Linked DNA regions of Mus musculus: region 1 is linked to region 2. The links are chromatin contacts, called in public Hi-C maps. All regions are on one chromosome and are shown on one strand. The core of a region is the stretch at or near the end of the contact, and the rest is flanking DNA. Distances in the headings are between cores, read along the strand shown. Region 1 overlaps Gm41625 (a long non-coding RNA gene). Region 2 overlaps Atl2 (atlastin GTPase 2).

Region 1 (3,305 bases), core at 685-3,184, 74 kb after region 2:
TCTATACTATATTTAACTTGTATCAACTCTAGATTTAGGTCTTCCACCAAGACAGAGCCTTACCTGCCTGCTCTCCTTTTCGTTCCTCAGAGCCAGGGAGGCAGGTGAGAAACCAGAACACAGCGTGTAAGGAGTACCCGCTCCTTGCCACTTAGGTCTTTTGCTTTCTCTAATCCTGGCCTTATGTGCTCCCTCATCTGCTGCTCTGCCCCGTATCATCCCAATGGCCTAGCACTACAAAGTGAGGAGTAGCCAAGAAAACACCCAGACCTTATTCCTCTCTGTTACACTTGCTACAGCGCTGGATCCCAGCCTCTAACCTAAAACAAGGTTGAATATGTATAGTCCTCGTGGCCTGGTGGAGCTGGCTGCCGGCGAGGCGCACACGAAACCCTGAGTACATGGCTCAGAGCGGGACTCCTTGGCTCTAGCTCATATAGTGAATGGGTGAAATAAGACTTGGGGGAGTTAAAGAAGAATCTAGACCCTCTGAGGGCTTTTCCTTTAGAATGTAAAAGACAATCAGAAGAGGGCAAGGCAGCAGGTAAGCAGTCCAGAGAGTTCTCCCAGAACGAAAAATGCTAAACATGAGCCAGGCAGTGGTGGCACACGCCTTTAATCCCAGCACTCGGGAGGCAGAGGCAGGTGGATTTCTGAGTTTGAGGCCAGCCTGGTCTACAAAGGGAGTTCCAGGACAGCCAGGGCTATACAGTGAAACCCTGTCTCAAAAAACAAAAACAAAAACCAAAAACAAAACAAACAAACAAAAAATGCTAAACATGTCTGGCCGTGCTTCCCTGTTCTGGCTCCTCAGACACGCTGGACGGCCAAGCAAAGCTAAGAGCTCAGAATTACTCCTGAGCATCTTAGTCCCAATTTTATTACATAGAAATTTTTTAAAAGTCTAACTAGTGAATGGTTTGCAACCTTGTCTATACATTAGCTTATGAGGGGACAGTGCCTGAGTCTTGTCTCTAGACATGGGATTGAATGAGTCTACCTAGTCATTGGTTCTCTCTAAAGTTCTGCAGGTGATCCTGCTAGGTGACCAGGCTATGAGGACCCATGATGTCTGTGTCCCTCCACATTCAATAACGCTGAGGAACAACAAGGAACGGTTTGCCTTCTTTTGACAGAACCCAGTTCAAGCAGTCCTGTTAAAATGCCCAAAATCCTCCAGTAACGTTAAGGGTTTTTAATGAAGTTTCTGGCCTCCTGCCAGAGATAGTTGGAGAAAGACAGCCCATGATGACAGAGCTAATGAGTGCATTTTCAAGTAGAAATCGCTGCGTTCTTACAACCACAGCAGCAGTGGAAAAGGCAAAATTGAATTACTCTCTGTACTCAGAAGGCAGTAGGCCCAGCCCCAGGGCATGGTTGTCTTGCCCTGGTCATGATGCAATTTTCCAGCTGACCTCTGAAGTGAGTGGGTGCAGGTCTTTGGGGCAAGCAGCTGACACTCTTAGCTTGGCCTCCTGAGATGATACCAACACCAACAAACCAGAGGTCGCCTGAGTTTGACAAGGATGGTGGCCAATCTGGACCCCTTAGAAGACGAAGTCCGCAGTAGACTGCTGCTGTGAACTCGCTGGTCGGGAGCTGGAACATAGTGAACCAAAGGCTGAGGGAAGATTAGGCAACCATTGATTACAAGACCAAAGTCCCAAGGCATAGAGGGACATTTGGTACTCTCTAGGAGATATTCCCAAGACAGCTGCCCAAGCAAGAACGGCAGACTTAACCAAGACATAAAGATCTTTTGGTCACTCCCTTGCTGCTTTTTATTACTCTCCCGAGGACTTTGTATGTCTACTGTGGATTTCAAGAGCTGTAAATAGCAAACGATGTTGTTGAAAAGTCTATTGCCTCTGAGATGTGGAGGTGTTTGTGCCCCGGGATGAAAGTTAGCCTGAGCTCAGCTACACGCAGGTTCAGTTGGTCTGCAGTGTGGTGGGGACGTTAGTGTGTTTTAACCACTTCCCAGGTGAGTCTAATGGTCAGCTCCAGCTGCATAAGCCATTTCGGAATTAGGATGGACTGGGGGGGGCACCATACCATCGATTCTTTTTTTTTTTCATGCCATCGATTCTTAGGGGAATCAATGAGAAGGTGAAAAGAGGGCCAAGACATGGAGACCTGAAATGCTTTCAAAACTCTCTCTCTCTCTCTCTCTCTCTCTCTCTCTCTCTCTCTCTTTCTCTCTCTTTCTCTCCCCTCCCCCTCTCCCTTTCTCCCCTTCCTTCCCCACACTCTCCTTCTCCTTCTCCTCTCCCCTCCCTCATCTCTCTCACACACAGAGTTTCACAAATGCTGAGCTAACAGGTGTGTGCCACCACACCCACCTACTGCACCTACTGACGCTTTTTTAAAGCTAATGCTATTTCTGAGTTTCACCTATCAGTGCATCACTCACCAATTAACACTGCTGTAACTTAGAGATACAGAAATGAATTGAAACCCAGCTTCTGCCCTAAGGGAGTGTGTAGTCTCCGAGATAATGGTATTACAGAATATGAGATCATAAGAGTGTCCCCGACCACAAGTGAGTTAGTGGCTTTATAGAAAGAGAAAGAGAGAGACCCATGTGATGCTCTGGGCCACCTCAGAACTCCAGAGTCCCCAGGAGTAAGAAGTGGTTGGTCCCTTAACCTTGTACATTTCAAAACAATAAAATTGGGAACCGAATGAGCCTTACTCTTTACAAATTATCCAGTCTGTGGTGTTAAGTTATAGCAACAGAAACAAATTAAAACAAGTACGCTGAGCTTTGATGAGCGGATTGTGACAAGGAACAATGCATACAGTTGTGCTGAGCAAGAGATTTCTGCAGAACCATCTGCAGATAGGAAGTCTAAAGCTGGAGGGCAAGGAGGCGAGACACTGAGAAAGCTGAAACAAAGTTTTCACATGTAAACCTTGTAGCAGATGAGGAACCCTAAAGAACAGTAACAAGGATGCTGAGCTACTCTGATGCTGGGCTGGGGAGGGGGGAAAGACCTGTGTAGCAGCTGTCTGGCACTGTTGCCAGGTAGGAGTACCACCTTCAGAAGACAAAGAGTCATTTCTTGCCTCTTTGTGTCACATCCTGCTTTTTAGACCAAAGGAAAAGAGAGATGAATGAGAGATCTCAGATGCAGGTTCAAGGACACTGAGACTTATAGTTGGGAGGGTGGAGTGTATTCGAAGATTTATTAACACCATGGATGGACAGAGCCCTGAGGAGAGTTCGGACCTCCAGCATCAGAGACAGACAACATGGGAAAGTCTCTGAAGCGAGACTCATGGCCACGTGGCAGAAGTCAGGT
Region 2 (3,075 bases), core at 371-2,870:
CTGCCCAGCATTAATTGTTGAGCCAGGGAGATATCCATACAAATGATCCCCAAAAAAGGAAAGGAATACAAAATGATGTCAACTGACCTCACCTAGATCACACAGAGATGTTCCATCTGAGGCAAGGAGAACGTGGTAGGACAAGGACAACCAGAGCACTGTGCATATGTAACGCAGGAGGACTTCACCCTTTCCAAGCCAAGCCAGTGCTACAAACCCCTATTGCTTGGGTTTTCTAAATTAAATATTGTTACTGAGTGATGGTGGCAGCACACGCCTTTAATCCCTGCACTCAGGCAGCAGAGGCAGACAGATCTCTAAGCTTAAGGACAGCCTGGTCTACAGTATGAGGTCCAGGGCAGCCATGGCTACACGGAGAAACCCTGTCTCAATAAAACATTAATTAATTATGGGGATTTTTAGTTCAAATAATCAAGAACTATCAGAGAAACCAAATAGAAAACTAGGTAGCTGTTTAATTATTTAGTATCTTTGTTTTGTTTTTGGTTAAGCAATCATGTGATTGATTTTAATTACCAACATTATTCAATAACTTTCCCCTAAAACTTTCTTACTTTTGATCTTAGGAGTAGGAACGTTTGCCTGAATGTGCACGGGTGCACCACACACCCCAGCAGCACTTGGTGTTTTAAAAATGAGGACACAGTGGGTAGGAAGTAGGGGATCGAGAAAACAGGATCAAGAATACTGTATGAAAACAGTTACCTGAGAAAAAGGAAAACTCAGAGCACAAAGCTGGGTGGGTAGGAGAGGGGTGGGTCTGGGAGAGTTGGGATGAAATCCTCAGAGAACTAATGAAAAGGCTGTTCTGCGATGAAAGCAGGGGTGGCTCTGACGTAACTTCATCCTTTACATCTAAGGCAAAGTCTATCATCTTACAGCTTAGTATCTAAGTAAGAAGAAATGCAGCCAGCTCTATCGTCTAATCCATTTTCCTTCCATCAAGTCTCTTCCTCGGTGGCTGCACAAAGGTAGGATTTTATGAACTGACAACACGCACGCTCACCTGCACAGAGCTGGTCATAGTGCTCAGAGCAAACACTGTCGCACAGTCTTTAATGGTTGACTGGCTATCAAAGGCACCCTGGGTATCCATTAGCAGCACAGCCACCTAGGAATTCGTTAAATTTAAAATACTTAGTAAAAGAATCACCAAAAATGCCTACAAAAATCATACATTAATAAAGTTCAAAGCAGTAATTAAGTCAAGAAAAGTATTTACATACCATTGTACATTTTAACATATTAATCATTAATAGTTTTGTGTTCTTTTAAATTTTAATACCAGAAAATTGCTCAAGAAAAGAATACAGGAGAAAATAGCAAAGTATAAGTAGAATTTTACTTTTGTTCCATTAGGTCTGTCAATCACAAACACTTCATTCCAAACTTGTATGCCTGTTGTTTCTCTTTCGCAACCACCTCGCCACGTAAAGCCAGTCAAGGGTTCATTGTTTCCACCAATCCAGCTTTGAGAATCCTGTTAAAAATCAAAGAGAAATGTAAAACAAACACAACTCACCCATTTCATAGCTCATAAAGGAGAAGAAGCCAACACCCAGAGAGAGAACACCCAGTCTAGCATTATGCAAACAGTCCTGTGCAGAGTGCTAGGAGCAGTCTCCTCCAATCAGCCTTTGTCACACAGATCGCAGCCTCCACTTAACCTGGCCATCTAGGTAAATGGGCTTATGTGCGCCTACTCCTCCTCTTCTGGCAAGCTTTTCTGTGTTTAAAGATGATAAAATATGGAAGCTACTTTAATATCTTGTTGTATAGAAGAGTAAAACCACGTCCCAGACAGCAGGCAGGACAGTGACCCTCGCCTAGAACAGTGTATACAAAAACACCTCCCACTGCTGGGACTGTCTCCTAGAACTTGTTTGGAACCCGATTCAAGCAAACTGGTTTAAGGGGTAAGGGGTAGGGGGTGGTTTTTAATGAAACAAACAGATATCTGGACTCCTTATGCAATAATGTTAAATGGATATAAACATTTTTCTTTTATTTAAGATATGTTTTCATACACTATATTTATTCTGAACAGGGTTTCTCTGCCAAATTTCCTCCCAGAGCTTCTCCACCACCCGATATCCAACTCCATGGCTTTTCTCTCTCTAGAAAACAAACAAGCAAATAAAAACGACAAAAGAAAGAAAGAAAGAGAGAGGGGGGGAGGAGGGAGGGAGGGAGGGAAGTAAGGAGGGAGGGAGGGGGAAGAGGGGAGGGAGGGAGGGAGGGAGGGAGGGAGGGAGGGAGGGAGGGAGGGAGGGAAAGAAAGAAAGAAAGAAAGAAAGAAAGAAAGAAAGAAAGAAAGAAAGAAAGAAAGAAAGAAAGAAAGAAAGAGGAAAAGGAAAAGGGAAGGAAAGTTAAGGAGGAAAAGAAAAAACAGGAAAAGCACACAAAATGACACTTTTTTGTGCACAAAAAATAGAACTGAGTCTTTAGCTACTAGATGTCTAAATATTTATGGTGAAAAATATGCATCTTCCTGGCAACTGCTTTAAAACAGTCCAAGAAACACATACACAAAGAAATAGATAAAACGAGACCACAGGTCTACAGGAGCATGGCAGTCCATAACACTGTCTGTATTTCTGTAATGAAACCTCTACCTAAGAAGCCCAAGGCGCTGGGTTTGGTCCTCATCACCAGGAAAAGCAGGGAGGGGGCAGGGCTATCTTATAACTCAAGCCACAGAGCTACAACTACTATAACTATACAGTATGGAGCTGGGGTACAGTGCAGTGGGAAAGTACTCACCTATACACAAGTCTTACATTCAATGCCCACTACCATAAATAATATTTATAAATACTGTTAATATACCACAACATAATTGGTCTAGAATACTAAATATGTGATGTCAATGACTAATTGCCATGTCAAGATGCCTACACTTTAAAGTCTACATATTATTCTCAATTTAAAGCATCTCAAAAGAAAATATTTCTTTGTTTTAGAAATTTCTAATAAACTTGAATCTAATCCAAAACAAATTATAAAACCCAAATTAGGGGCAGAGAGATATTGAAGACAAGAGCAGTGGGGGAT

Evidence for each region. Hi-C and Micro-C count contacts between places; a contact is called where the count stands out from the background.
Region 1: a contact with region 2 is called in a Hi-C map of liver, with 3 times the contacts expected there. The contact joins two enhancer-like sites. A contact is called at or near these places in 1 of 484 Hi-C or Micro-C datasets (liver) and 3 of 9 other capture datasets (adipose tissue, liver and pancreatic islet).

Annotation. Positions count from the first base shown.
Region 1 is chr17:79,936,882-79,940,186 of GRCm38.p6, forward strand. The region is part of intron 2 of Gm41625 (a long non-coding RNA gene); the gene reads right to left. Among named protein-coding and RNA genes, the nearest start is that of Atl2, 42 kb to the left of the region's middle. Within about 2 kb of position 1,935, at least 22 of the 459 cell types and tissues checked have an H3K27ac peak or open chromatin away from gene starts, as enhancers often do. A contact at or near this core is called in liver, where this site is marked.
Region 2 is chr17:79,863,676-79,866,750 of GRCm38.p6, forward strand. Atl2 (atlastin GTPase 2) reads right to left here. Exons shown (of 13, transcript NM_019717.3): 3 at 1,367-1,501; 4 at 1,028-1,132. Among named protein-coding and RNA genes, the nearest start is that of Atl2, 31 kb to the right of the region's middle. Within about 2 kb of position 1,621, at least 11 of the 459 cell types and tissues checked have an H3K27ac peak or open chromatin away from gene starts, as enhancers often do. A contact at or near this core is called in liver, where this site is marked.